3 separate regions of the Mus musculus genome follow, and regions 1 and 2 are each linked to region 3. The links are chromatin contacts, called in public Hi-C and promoter capture Hi-C maps. All regions are on one chromosome and are shown on one strand. The core of a region is the stretch at or near the end of the contact, and the rest is flanking DNA. Distances in the headings are between cores, read along the strand shown.

The links. Promoter capture Hi-C pulls out the DNA fragments that hold promoters and counts their contacts. A called contact is a pair of places that touch in the nucleus more often than the background predicts.
Region 1: a Hi-C map of nephron progenitors shows a contact between it and region 3, with 2.4 times the contacts expected there. The contact joins the promoter of Tecpr1 here to the promoter of Nptx2 in region 3. A contact is called at or near these places in 2 of 39 promoter capture datasets (cranial neural crest and hippocampal neurons), 1 of 484 Hi-C or Micro-C datasets (nephron progenitors) and 2 of 115 datasets of contacts at active chromatin or transcription factors (embryonic stem cells and stem cell-derived neural progenitor cells).
Region 2: a contact with region 3 is called in a promoter capture Hi-C map of hippocampal neurons, with 2.8 times the contacts expected there. The contact joins the promoter of Lmtk2 here to the promoter of Nptx2 in region 3. A contact is called at or near these places in 1 of 39 promoter capture datasets (hippocampal neurons) and 1 of 115 datasets of contacts at active chromatin or transcription factors (embryonic stem cells).

Annotation. Positions count from the first base shown.
Region 1 is chr5:144,220,568-144,225,233 of GRCm38.p6, reverse strand. It overlaps Tecpr1 (tectonin beta-propeller repeat containing 1), which reads left to right and starts at 1,619. Exons shown (of 25, transcript NM_027410.2): 1 at 1,619-1,739.
Region 2 is chr5:144,097,685-144,102,406 of GRCm38.p6, reverse strand. Lmtk2 (lemur tyrosine kinase 2) reads right to left here and starts at 2,046. Exons shown (of 14, transcript NM_001081109.2): 1 at 1,631-2,046. The coding sequence starts at 1,733.
Region 3 is chr5:144,543,342-144,548,005 of GRCm38.p6, reverse strand. Nptx2 (neuronal pentraxin 2) reads right to left here and starts at 2,119. Exons shown (of 5, transcript NM_016789.3): 1 at 1,523-2,119. The coding sequence starts at 1,942.

The DNA of each region.
Region 1 (4,666 bases), core at 370-2,869, 320 kb after region 3:
ACAGAACACGGGCAAGGCCCCGCTTCGATCCCCAGCACTGCAAGCAAAGACCAAACAGCATGCTCGTACCACACACCTTCCTTCACCCCAGATATAGCAAAACATCAAGTGTCATGATACAGCCTAGAATCTCGGCACTCAGGAGGCTGAGGAAGGAAGGTTGCAAGTTCAAGGCTAACCTGAGCTACATCGTGAATTCCATCCCAGCTTGAGTAATTCAGTGAGACCCTGTGTCAAACCAACCAACCAACCAGGCAAGTCAGCAAGATGGCTCAGAGGGTAAAGACACTCACCTGAAAACCTGAACTCAATTGAATATGGATTCTCGCTTCACAATAGAACTAGACAACCAATTCCAATAAGTTGTCCTCTGACCAAAGACAGAGAGACAGACACACATACACTAAATAAATGTTGTAAGGAGAGAAAAAAAAAAGACCCCCTAAAACTAACGAGGGGCTGGAGAGATGGCTCAGACATTAAGAACACCTGCTCTGCAGTGAGGACCAGAATCAGATCCAGCGTCCTCTTAACACACCAGGTGTCCCTGCAAATGACTTAACCTTAACCCCAAGGTGAGCAGAAACCAGGGGGTGTCAGGGGGTTGCTGGATTCCAGCCTAATGAAGACAGTAGGCAACCTTGCCTCAGAACAGGCAGAATAGCAGCAGAGAGCACCCGGTGGATGCCCTCTTCAGGCCTGTGTGGGTTATATACAGGTACACACACCCCTACACACAACACATACATCTGCTTATACTCTCACACATAAACAAATCAAAATCTAAAACACACTAATTAAAAAAAATAATACAGAATTTACCGGTGAGGTGGCTCAGTAGGTAAAGGCTGAGAAGCCTGAAGTACTGAGTTCGAACCCTGGGACCCACACGGTGGTAGGAAAAAAACCAACTTTAGAAAGCTGTCCTCTGATCTCTGCACCTAGCGCATTGCGCACGTGCACACAGGAACACACATACAAATAAATATTTTTTTAAAAACTAAAAAGTTAATAAGAGGCTAGAGAGATGGCTCAGCAGTTAAGAGCACTAACCCGGGGACCCGGTGTCAATACCCAGCATCCACATGGGAGCTCACAACTGTGACTCCAGTACCAGGGGATCTGACAACGTCACACGGACATGAATGCAGGCAAAAGAAGGCAAACTGCACAAGGCACATAAGAATAAATAAATCTTTAAACAAGAAATGAAGAATTAGAAATGACGACTATCCTTTCTTATGAAGGCTGGAAAACAGACTCCTGTGTCAACTAAAGAAATCCAACCCTGAAAAAACCTGACTCCGCTTCGGGAGCGGTGCAGGCCGGTGTAGACGAGAAGTGCTTCAGGCAAGAAGGAGGGACGTGCCGGAGAAGGTTGGAGCGCAGGAAGCAGGCATGTGAGGACGCGCTGGGACCCGCGGAGTCCTGAGAGGGGACGTAGCAACCCGCTCCTTTCCTCCCGACTAGCACAGAGCGCCGCTGGCTAGCGGGACCCGGCGCGACCTCGAGAGTGCGCACGCGCGCCACCCCGAGCCGGAGAAATTGCGGCTGAGCGCAGCAGCCAATCGTGAGCTTCCAGGCAGTTGCGTCACTCCGAATCTGGCCGATCAACGCTGAGTTGATTATTGCTTCCGGCCCGCCCTCTAGCCTGAGGCCGGGGGAGGGCCGGACTGTAGCTAAAACCGAGGAGTACAGAAGCCTCCGCTGGGAACCCGCCCCACCGGGCGTGGGCACAGGTAAGTGCGGCGCGATGTCCCCGTAACATCGGTGACAAGGGCCGTGGAGACTCCGATCGATGTTATTTGGGTGGCACAGAGCAGAGGTGCTCCCAGTTTTCCGATCCCTCTCCTCCATTGGCTGCGTTAACTGGGACGATCGAGGGAGGGAGAGGGGACTGTACTTGTGTTCTCTGCTGCACACCTACAGGGCACCACCCCTACCCCTGCTTTGGAACCCCTAAATGTCTGCTCGTGAACCCGCTTCATAGCATGACCCCCATTGCAGCCTTTGCAGCCTTAGGACTGCAGAGATTTGAAGACGCCGATCGCCGAGCCTGCATGATTTTAGAGAAATGGAACATCCAGGAGCCTGTCTGTAGCCTTTCTTCTCCCTTGACGTTGGGAGCAAATCTGCTTGCTTTAGGATTAGTGTAGGCAGATGGTCACAGCCCTACAGCTCCGACATATGCTCCTGGTGACAGTGCAGGGGACCCACCTGTCGCCCAAGTGCAGGAACTGGGATCAAAGCCAGGTCGCTTCCTGCCGGCTGGGGCTGGGCCCGACTCTATTTACTCTCCAGGAAGGGCCCCCACTCCCATACAAGCTCTGATATTTCCTGTCTTCTTTTTTAACCCTAACATCACCTTGGAGTGGTCCCTGCGCTTGGCAGCCAGGAAACAACTTTAATAGCCAGTGCACATCAGACAGGAGTGAGGGTGTAATAGAAAAACCAGAAGAAGTCTTGCAGCCTGAAGACAGATTCCGCAGAAGTAAACGTTTTGTGGCTTCTGTGTGCTGTGTTGTGGCCTCAAGAGCATCTACTGCCCACTGCTTGCTCTGCTTTTTGTTTGTTTGTTTGTTTGTTTGTTTGTTTTTATGTATATGAGTACACTGTAGCTGTACAGATGGTTGTGAGCCACCATGTGGTTGCTGGGATTTTGAATTCAGGACCTTCGGAAGAGCAGTCAGTGCTCTTAACCACTGAGCCATTTCTCCAGCCCTGTTTTCTTGTTGTTGCTGTTGTTTTTGTTTTTAATTTCTTTGTGTGTGCAGATGCACAAGCGGCTGTGGAAGTCAGAGGTCAACCTGCACCATCCACTTTGTTTTTTTAAAGCTGGGATTTCTCACTAGCCCGGGGCCCACTAATTAGGCTAGGCTAACCAACCAGGAAACCCCAGGGATCCATCCACCTCTTCAGCTCTAGGGTTATAAGCAAGTGCCATTGTGGCTCACTTACAAGTATTTTTACAGTTTAGTGTGTGTGTTTTGCGTGTGTGCGCACACGCATGCGTGCGTGGCTCATGGGTGGAGATAAGAAGACAGCTTGCTGGAATGTGTGCTCTCCTTCCATCAGGTGGATCCCAGGGACCGAACTTAGGTTGATCAGCTCCGCAGCCACTATCTTCACCCGATCAGCCATGTAGCTGACCATGCCCCCATACTCACTTAAAAAGAAAAACAACAACAAAAAACATGGGTTAAACTTGGGTCCTCCTTCTTACAATGCAAGCACTTTACCAACTGAGCCATCTTCCCATACCTCTTTGTGGGTTTTTGTTTTTGTTTTGAGAGAAGGGCTGACTACGTAGGCCAGTCTGGCCTGGACTTGGAGCAACCCTGCTTTGACCTTACAGGTGCTGAGATTACAGGCACAGGCCCCTACATCAGGCTATTTTTTGGTCTCTGAAAGGATCTGTGAATAAACTGACCCAGAACAGCAGGTGGCTTTTGTGGTGGTGAGCCTTTTGAACCCAATGACGGAAGGGCCACGTTACATTTGTTTTCAGAGGTTCATGGTAAAGCAGAGATTGCTTCTATGGGATATGTTCTCTCTCTCTCCCTTCGCTTCTGCGAAACAAAGATATCTCAGATTCCCTGAATCACAAGATCCACACACCCAATTTCAAGAGTCCTGTGACCCAGTAACCCAAGTCAGGTTGCATGGTGATCTCACAGGAAGTGGTGTGTGACATCCTGTGGAGGCAGAAAGGAGCTGTGGTTAAATGCCAAGATGTTTACCCTGGGTGGCCTTTAGGTCACATGTGCCTGATGCCCGAGTCCCCACTTGGAAGGGAGTTTATAAACACACCCCATAAACCCCCCTTTCTCTCTAGCGTTCCTTCCACTAACTGCCCAGAAGGCTCAATTATGTCTGAAAGAAAATTACTGCTTAGTCATTTATTGGAAGGAAAGTGTTTCAAATCCATCTTTACCTCTTGAGCTCAACCTTCAGGCACAGCTTGACTTAATTGATTGTTTTTACCTTGAACTGTGTCTTGGCTTTGGAAGAGACATTGCGATGGAATCTTACTATGTAGCCTCCACTGGCCTTCAATCCCTCCTATTTTTGCACCGGTCATGCTGGAACTACAGGCGCGTGATGAATGAAAATAAGAAATAGAAGGAAAAAATCTGACCTGTCCTAGGTATGGTGGAGGAGGTTTATTATGGGTATGTGAGAGAACATAGCTAGAGACATCTGGGAGACTCCAGAGTGGACAAGACCCTGAGCCATGAGGGGAAAGGAGAGAGGAAATGGGAACTGGGTTTAGCAGCCAGGAGGGCCCAAAGTTACAAAGAGGGCAGGCGGGCAAGCAAAATGGTTGGACTATATAGGAAAGTTTAGGGTAGAGGGTGGGATATGCCAGCCAGGAGGGTCTTGTAATACGGAGGGACTGAGGCATGCTGGGAGAACCTGGCAGCCAGTGTTGCTTTGATATCTTAAATAGGCACCTCAGCCATTTGTTTCAGGTTTAAAGCCTGATGTTGTTTGTTTGTTTGTTTGTTTGTTTTTTCAAGACGGGGTTTCTTTGTGTAGCCCTGGCTGTCCTAGAACTCACTCAGTAGACCAGGCTGGCCTCGAGCTCAGATATCTGCCTGCCTTCTGCCTCCCGAGTGCTGAGATTAAAAGGCACACACCACCACCCGGCTTATTTTCTTGTTAA
Region 2 (4,722 bases), core at 797-3,296, 450 kb after region 3:
ACATATATGCCAAAATGCATAAAAATTGATAGGCACAAGAACTACTGGAAGTTTCTGGAATCGCCTTGTCTCTCTCTCTCTCTCTCACACACACACACACACACACACACACACACACTGTATCCACTGTGCTACCTAGTGTTAATTTTCTATTTAAATGTCAATATCCTTACATAGCAACATCACTACCTTTCTATATAATCTTTCCCAGCTTCCCCGGTATTTTCTGCAATGTCCACTCTCATCCTGGTTGACTATCGACTTCTGTCAACATTCAGTTATCTTATCCACTGACTCAGAACACTCAAGTCACCAAAAAGACTTGATTCCGAGGCGATAGCACAAACACAGTGCTACATTATATAGTGTAAGCACACCACTTAATACTCAACTGAAGGGCACTCAATAGCATATAACCTAGGGTAGTTCTGGAAGCCATTACACCTCTTTCATTGTAGATTTTTTTGAAACTCCCATATTGACCGGAGGCAGTTCTGCCCTTAAACCTTGACCTCAGGTGCGTTCCAGAGACAGTTAAGACTTTAAGTAAACTGGGAGGTGGGTGTAGAATCACAAGACAAGGTGAATCAAAGACCTAAGTTTGAATCTAACTACAACTTGGCTGTGTCACCTTGAGTATATCTTTTGATCACCAGGGTTCCAGGATCCTCAAAGCAAAAGATGAAGAAATTGGACTAAATTATCTTTAAGCTTTCTTCCAACCTCTAAAGTTCTTTGAAATGTCAATACCTCCCCCTTCGTTGAAAAAAAAAAAGAAAGAAAGAAAGAAAGCCGTAATGATGGAAAGTTAGCCTAGATTTGTTTTTTTTTCTTAAAATTTCTGAGATGGTTTCTTTGGCTGAAGTTTTATTTATAAACTCCAAATCAAAACTATATGCAGAAAATACAGAAGGGCTGAGAGCTTGAAAAGAGAATCACTCGCTGAAATAGTTCAATTACCCTCAGGCCAATTTGTCAGTGGATACGCAAAAGCTGCTATGCTACTCCAGTCACTAGCTTCCTAAAACAAAATTATGTATCGTTTGTTCCTTTCTCATCCCCAGCGACTCATTCCGAAAAAATAAATAAATAAACAGATAAATAAACCAATAGCCCAACAACCACAGCATCTAAAATCAATTTACAACTTTAGAACAAGTTTCGGTGAGCCAAGGAAACTGCACAGCTTCCGCGAGTCATTGGTTTCATTTAAGGAATGACGAGAAATAAGAAACGGTTCTTATAATAAGACGGGAGAAAAGCCACCAGAGGCAGGTGACATCTGGAAGAAGAAAAAAAAAAAAAAGGAAGTGTCGAGGACAGAAGCTGGAGGTACCTTTAGGGCAACAAGTTTAAGAGTCCGGGAAAAAGAGTCCCCCGGGAGGTAGGGGAACCCATCGCTGCCACCTCGCCCCGCCGTCTTCCCCAACCCCCACCGTGTCGCCGCGCCCCCGCCCCCCATCCCACGCCCCTGCGGCAAGAAATCTCCCTGAGATCGCGGGCATCCCGCGGCCTCCTGCCCTCGGCAGGCCTCCGATCCGCCGCAGAGGTGGCCCAACCCCGCAAGCCCGCCGCCCTCGCCGCCGCCCCGCAAGACGCAGCGGCCCCGCAGCCCCCGGGCTCCGCTCACCTGCACCTGTTTGCGGAAGTGGCGCGGCCCGGGCACAGCCGACCGTCAGGAGCAGGAGCAGCAGGAGCATCGGCGGCGGCGGCGACGCCGGCGGCCCCGGCATCTCGTCCACCGCGCGGTCCCCCACGGGGCCGGCTCTCGGGTCGCCGCCTTCAGTCAGTCGGTCAGCCCTCCGCGCCGCCTCAGCGACACCGGCGCCGGCTGCTTCGGGACACACGTCTCTTTAGCCAAACGTCAACCTTGTTCCTGGTCTGCATCCGCCGCTCTGGCCTCGGAGCCAGCATCATCCTTCCCGCCCGTCAGCGCCGCCACCGCCGCCGCCGCCGCCCCTCAACAGCAGCAACGGCGCCCAGCCTGCGGAGCCGCGGGCCCAGGCAGCCGCGCTCCCGCCGCCATGATGGGCTGCGTCATGTGACGTAGAGCTGAGGCGGGATGCCGGGACCGACACCTGGACCAGCCAATCGTCAATCCATACTGACTCCGGGAGCCCCACCCTCTCAGCCATAGGCGGCAAGGTGGCGATCGGTGCGCCCCCTGCAGACAGAGGAATGAGGCGTGGGCAGCAGGTAACATCGACAATTATTTTAGGAAGATATAAAGAAGTCCATAATAACCCACATAATTTAATCTGGGACTTTTGTCTCTCTTTCTCCTACTTTTTATTTTTCTTTTCTAATTTTTACCAACATGGTTCTCGGTATTTTATCCCCGGTTTTACTTTCTTCATTTTCACTTATCAGAACTTTCTTAGCCTCTTCTTCTTAGGCTGACCCTCATATCAGATAAGCTCTTGAGGAAACGTTGAAATTTTTAAAAATTTTAATTGATCAAGCACAGAATGTTTCTGACTTCACTTACTGACGTAGCAGTGAGCTCAAGCCAGCTCCTCTGCCAAGACAGCCAGCCCTTCCTGCCCCCTCTTGTTCACCTGGCAGATGCGCATCCTTTCATTCGTCAAGACACACCTGGAATATGTATGACTTCATCGATGGCTTCACCCCAATCCCACAAATAACTGAGCATCCACAGCCCCGACCTAGCCCAGCCCTGGGCCGACTGTCATGTTTTATTGTTCCTGTGACTGTAAACCCCTTGAGGACAGCAGCCCTGTCTTGAGTCACCTTGGAGCTCCTCCTGGGTGTTCTCTACTGGAACTGTGCTAGGTGTTGGTGATGGGTGTGAGGAGGGAGCAACTTCCAGGTGAGGTAGAAGATGTCTCAAATGCAATGAAGAGATTGCTTGCCTTGCAAGCTTGAGGGCCTGAATTTGATCCCCAAGAAATCCACATAAAGAAAATCTAACCTTAGTGGACAATGCTTGCTGAAGAGGCAGAAAAAAAGATGGCTCGTAGGACTCGCTGACAAGCCAGACAAACTTGCTAGGTAAGTTTCGGGCCAATAAGAGACCCTGCCTCAAAAACAAAAAGTGGACCCTGACCCCGAGGAAAGACACTCTTCTGGCCTTCACACACACACACACACACACACACACACACACATACATACACAGGGACAGGTGGAGAAAATGCACACACATAAACAAATCACATGCAAACACAAGCAACACATACATCCATGCACACAACACATACATCCATGCACACAACACATACATCCATGCACACATAATAGAAAGGGAGAAAGTGTTTGACTGTAACACAGCTCTGAGCCCCTTCCTTGGGGTTGGGGAGACCACCTTTGCTGACTCTGGGAGTCCAATTTGTGAATAAAAACACCTGAAGAGCTGCCTTGCATCTTATCAGGTGGAACTTTAGCAACTTGCAAGCCCAGAGCTTCACCTGGTTTCCAAACTCCCTCCAAAAACCCATTGTAAACACTTAGCTGTCCGTGGTGCTAACTGACTCAGCCCGGGGCACAGGATGTCTAGGGAATATGTCTGGTGTTGATCGAGGCAAGCCACACTAAAAACCTGAGGAAAGCAGTAGCCGGCCTGTGACACTTGAGCTCAACTCGGCCTCTTCCTGCTGATCTTTCTGGGCAGAGGGGAAGGAAGGCAAAGGTCTAGAGAGGAGGTACAATTGCCCCGCTGTGCGTTGACTTCCATCCGGAAGCTCTACCCACTGCATCCAAGGAAGCCGGGAATTCATGCTCCAACCTGACAAGAGGCTCTGTGAGGAGCAGAGCTGGCTCAGTGAAAGCCCTTCCTCATAATCCTCCTGGTAATTAATCATAATTAAGATGCACCCCAACAACGAGGCATTCTGCGATCACAAAGCAGGTCTTGTTATTATGTGAGCAAGCCCCACAGTTGAAACACACACAAACACACAACTGTTTTCCCCCTCCCGTGGAGCACGGGGTAAGGTACACATTCCTCAGAGGCTGTCTAATGGAAACCTTTACCCCAGCCCCCACCGCACCGCCTCTACCTTTGCCCCGCACTTGTCTCAGAGACTCCTAGTTAGAGAATCTGCAAGACAAACAAAGACTTGCTGGGTTGGTGAGGTTTCACCTCAGAGTCAGGAAACAAAAAAAAACAAAAAAACAAAAAAACAAAAAAAACAAAAAAAGAAGAAGTCAGCTTTTAGCATAAGTTAAACTGAGATTTCCCTGGGCTCGGAATCAATTATAAGTCAGTGGTTCTGTCCCGGTTTGCACTTGTCTGCAGCCTTCTCCAGGTTCTCCTCAGTGCCAAGCCACCGTTCAGAACACCCGACCTCCTGGCATTGTGTGTTCTGCCAGCCAGCCCTGCTAGCGGCTTGCACGCCGAAGGATATGTTTCGCACAGGATGAGTTGCAGCTATGAAGAGGTGGTGCCCTGTGAGCTCAACTCTCATCATATGGGGCATCCAGGAGGGTCCTGAGGAAAGCCATTGGTAAAATCGTTAGGAATTTTGTGGGCCAGTAGTTAAACATAGCCATTCTTTCTAATGAAGGAAAAAAAGAAAGAGAAAAGAAGATTGTTTTGTGAATTTTGTTTTGTTTTCTTTTGCCTGCTTGTATGGCTGTATCTGTGTTTGAACTGTGCCATTGGAGACTGGAAAAGGGTATTTAATCCTCAGGAGCCAGAGTTACAGGCAGTTGTGAGGGCTCCAAATGGGTTCTGGGAACTGAACCCCAGTCCTCTGTAGG
Region 3 (4,664 bases), core at 870-3,369:
ATTTTACTGATGCCCCCCCGCCCCCCGCCGCCGCCGCCTTTTTGGTAGGGAAAGGCTTTCAAAGTCAGACAAAAATTACTTCCCTGCAATATTTGAAACTTGTGAATCTCACTTTCTCCTCTCGAAAAAGCTGCTTTTCTTCTCTTACCAAAAAGCCTAAAAATTTGGCCAACATCTACAATTCTATGTCATAAAAAGCCCAAAACACAGTTAAGATTTTTTTTTCAAACAGTTAATCAATGGTACTCAAAGCCAGCGAGCTTTCATCTAGAAATGAACACGGTCCCCAAGTTCCAAAATGGTACAAGGGCAAACGGGCTCTGCCATATTCCTGGAAAAGGTCAGGTATAATACGTTACTAAACCCCAGACAGCTCCGTTTTTAATGTATCCAAACCCTCACTTCCTATTTCTCTCACTCCTCTGCCATCACGCTGGCTCGGAGGCTGCCAGCCACCCTCAGCCATGAGCCCTTGGCAAGCGCCTGAATCCCTGTGTCCCAGTGTACCAGATTATAAACTGTAGAAAACTGGACCTGCCTCGAGCCATTCTCTATTACAAGGGTTAAAATTAAATACTCTGCCTGAGTCACACTTAGAACTCAAAAAGTGTGAGCTCTCAGTAATCATGACTCATGGACCCACAGATGCTGGGAATACTGTATATAGCAATCATGCCAAAAGCAACACTCCGATAATTTAGCAATAATTAACACCTGTAATTTAAACCTCATTTTTGCTAATAGGTATTTTTGATAAACGCTGTTAACAGAAATGTCCACACTTCTTAAACAAGGTGGGAAGTAAGATGAAAATTAATTGATGATTTCTCCCCCAAAGTTCCAAATTACCCACGGGAGAAGATAGCGAGATAAAGTCCGTTCCCCTAAAGTCATAGCTAAGGGCATCTTTAAAAAAAAAAAAAAAAAAAAGCTGACTCTGTGAAGAGGCGTCTTTGAGGTTAATAAGGGGCTTGCTTACATCCTGGGGTCGCTGGCTTTCCCCCTCCACTATCCTGCAGATCAGTCAAGACCAGTCCTCCCACACCCCGACGCAATTTGTCAAAGAAAACACCAGATGCCCAGGGGCAGCTGACCTCCGGTGGCAGTCTCAGCACTGGGTACAGCCAGCAGGAGCGTGTCCCGCTTCTGAAAGTGGAGGTTTGCAAAGAGGAAACAGGCTGCCGGGGTCACCGGGTTTTGCCCTCCAGGCTTGGCAGTCTGGGTTCTTTAGGTAAAAACCTCGGTAAGTTCACGGTGAGTCTAGTGGGTAAGTCCCCGCGCGCGACGGAATGGAGATGGGGGTGAGAATTTCACCTTTCCCATCGAACGTGGGGACAGAAGAGGACAAGGAGACGGGAGGCCATCACAGTAAGGTCCAGAGTAGGAGCGAGACTTGCACCCCCGAACTCAGCTCTCCCCGTGGATGGGGGCGCCCGGCCAGCCCACGTACCCATTTCTCCCGCATCCTCAGTCCCACGATCCCGGGGACCACCACCCGCTAGATGCCACCGCGCACAGGTACCTCGAGGCTCTCCAAGCGGTCCTTGAGGGTTTGCAAGGAGCGGCTAAGCTGCTCCACGACGTGGCCCGGGTCCCGCGGCAGGTCGCCCATGGTGTCCTTGCCTGTGCCGCGCGCCTTGCCGCCCGCCAGCCCCTCGCAGCGGGCCAGCTTGCCGGTGAGCTCTCGGATGGCTTCTCGCTGGGCGCCCAGCGTCTCCTTCTGCTGCACGACGGTCTCGCGCAGCTGCAGCACAGCGGCTCGCAGCTCCTCCTCGGGGCTCAGAGCGCCTCCCTGCATGGGCATCGCGGGCAGCGGGCAGCCGGCGCGCGCCGCTTCGGGGGGCAACGCGGTGCACACGAAGCGGCTGCCAGGTATCGGGCTGTCCTGGGCTCGTCCGGCGGCCACGGCGAGCGCCACGCCGACGGTCAGCAGCGCCAGCATCTCGCTGACCTGTGTGCTCACTTCAGCATGGGTCGCTGGTTTGCCGTCTGGGCGCCTTCGCGGCCGGCTACGTCTGTCCGAGCGCGGCACTCGAGGGAACCGCGTGCAGCACGGAAACGGCAGCACAAGCGCCGCCTGCCGTCGCAAAAACCCGCTCTCCGCTTTGCGCGGCGTTCTGGCCCGGGCTCTGCCCGCGCGCCCTTTCTTAAGCTTGGAGGGTGGGGCCACAGGCGCGTGGGGCTCGCGCCGCGCTCTCTGATTGGTCCGCCGGCGTTCGCGTCACGCGGAGGGCGGGGCGCGGGCGCATTGCTAAGCTGGCCCAGGCGGCTGGGTTCTGTCGTGGGTTGGGTTTCAGAGACGCGAGTGCAGGATCCCCAAGGCTCCTTAGGAAAGGAAACTGGGCTTCGGAAACGGTCAGAGAAAGCGTCGGCTGGCCCCGCACGGTCAAAGAAGCCCCGGGGACAACTTGCCGCCCACGATGAGAGGTGTTGGCGCGGCTTCCGGCTGAGAAATCCTGACCGAGATGACTCCACTTGCCTAGGAGGAATTCTCCCAGCGGGACTCGAACCCGGGTCTTCCACGCGAGCCACCTACGCGGCTCGCGTGGGCTTCCTTGTTCTGGCGCGGGAAGCACGACGGTCGATTGCAGAGGCGGACAGTCTGTAGGCGTACCCAAAATCCCAGGCCCAACCCCAGAGAACTCAAGGGGAAAAACGGAAGAAAACAAGAAAGAAAGAAAGAAAGAAAGAAAGAAAGAAAGAAACAGACCAGCAGGGACAGAAGTGGGTCCTGGATGCTGCAAGAAAGAAGGGGATGCCCACACAGAAGACCAGGAGGCAGTAGTCACGAGTTCACTCGAAGGTTCTTGTGCGGGGACAATATCCTTCTAGGCATGACCTTATTTATTTCGCATGACCTCGGTTTGATGAGAACATCCAGCCGGAATAAACATGATGGGGCCATGGCAAAGACTGGGGCCCCGTTCTTTTTAATGCGGGAATCCAACAAGTCCACTTTACACCTGGAGACTAGTATCATCAGATTCTTGGAGAAAGCCTAATATTAATACCCAGAAACCCCGCAAAAGATTGGGAGGGGGTATTTCAAAATCTTACCCATGGCTTACAAGTTCAGAACAGTTACACACTTAACAGACTCAGCTGGTTTACTGTGAATTAAAAATGAAAAAAAAAAAGTTCCCCCTTTTTAAAGAAATCCTGTTGCAAGGTCATTAATCACATTACCCATTCTACCAGAAACAAATGGATTTGTCACTTGTGCAAAGAAGCTGGGGTTGATTCTGAAAACAAATTGTATCAAAATAAATGAAATTATTATGATAATACAAAATAGACTGCAGTGATTAATCTCTGGGAACCAAATTCTGACCTGTTTTGCACTTCAAACAATAGCTTCTGTTATGTAAATAGTTGTGGGGGTTTTCAAGGACAGTGTTGCTAAATTATAAGGAAAGTTCTATTCATGAAAAATCTCTTCAAGGATTAAAAACTACAGACAGGATATTCAGTCTCCACAGGACCCAGAGCAGGACTCAGAAGCGAGGATGGCTCAGGTAAGAATATTCATCAATGGAAAAGGTAGGGTGTAGGCAGGGGGGTGAACACTGGGCTAATGGCTTTGTTGTCTAGACTCACCACAAAGAAGTTTCCCCTTGTTGAATTTGACCTTGAGTCTACCATTTCTTCCTAGACTTTCTTTCTTTGGCTACATGGAAACTCAAAAGCTCAAATAACACCCCCCACACACACACACACACACAAACTGCAATCACGAAGGCAACAAAATCTCAAAACACTTTCTAAAGTAGTACATTTTTAGAGGATGCTGTAAGGTACCAAATCCAGGCATGTTCAGAATTACCCAAATATAGACATGCTGCTTGAAGTTACCACTCACAGATTTAATGCTCTTTTACTCCCAGGCCAGGGCAGATCTTAATTGGGTGTGACAAATAGATTATCATTGTTTCTTTGTAGTTCTCCAGCCCTTTCATGACATGGACTAATAATTCATATTTGCAACTACTTGAAGCCAAGGCTTGTCCTTTTAATAATTAAACGTATTTCCAGAATTCTAATTTCCTCCTGACCAAAGAAGGTGATGTACAAGAAGACATAAAAATAGCATATATCCCCAAAATAATTGCTCTTAGACTTCCTACAAGAGTTCCCACTATGAGAAGGGATCAGCAGAGTTGCCAAATTCCAGATGGAAAGACCCAGGCATTGAGGATATGATTTTCTCTGGAGACAGTAAAATCAGAGGACTTATGCTATTTGCAGTTTTGTTTTCCTGGTACAATGGAAAAATCTGCTGGTTTAGGAATGAGGCCTTCTAGTCCCAATGCCAACTGTTACTAGCTAAGTGGTTTGGGGCAAGCCATTTTCTCCTCTTTGGACCTTGTAGGAAAGATAAGGCAATTAGCGTCAACTCTTTAATGGCCCTTCTGGCTTTATTCAAGAGCCTGGTAGTTCTGGGAGGAAGGACTCCCTCTTCCACGTGCCAAACATTACAAAACATTGGTTTTCTTCTGTGTGGGCAATGGATTTCCTGTAGCGAAGGCAGAGTAGAGAAGGTGAGGCTGGTTGTGTAAACAGCAGATAGACTTTCATACAAGGAGATGCTGTGGTCGTGGCTGTAACCTGTTCCTGGCAGCGTGGGCTCTCTGCCTTGATTTCTTCCTCACAGCACAGAAACCGTC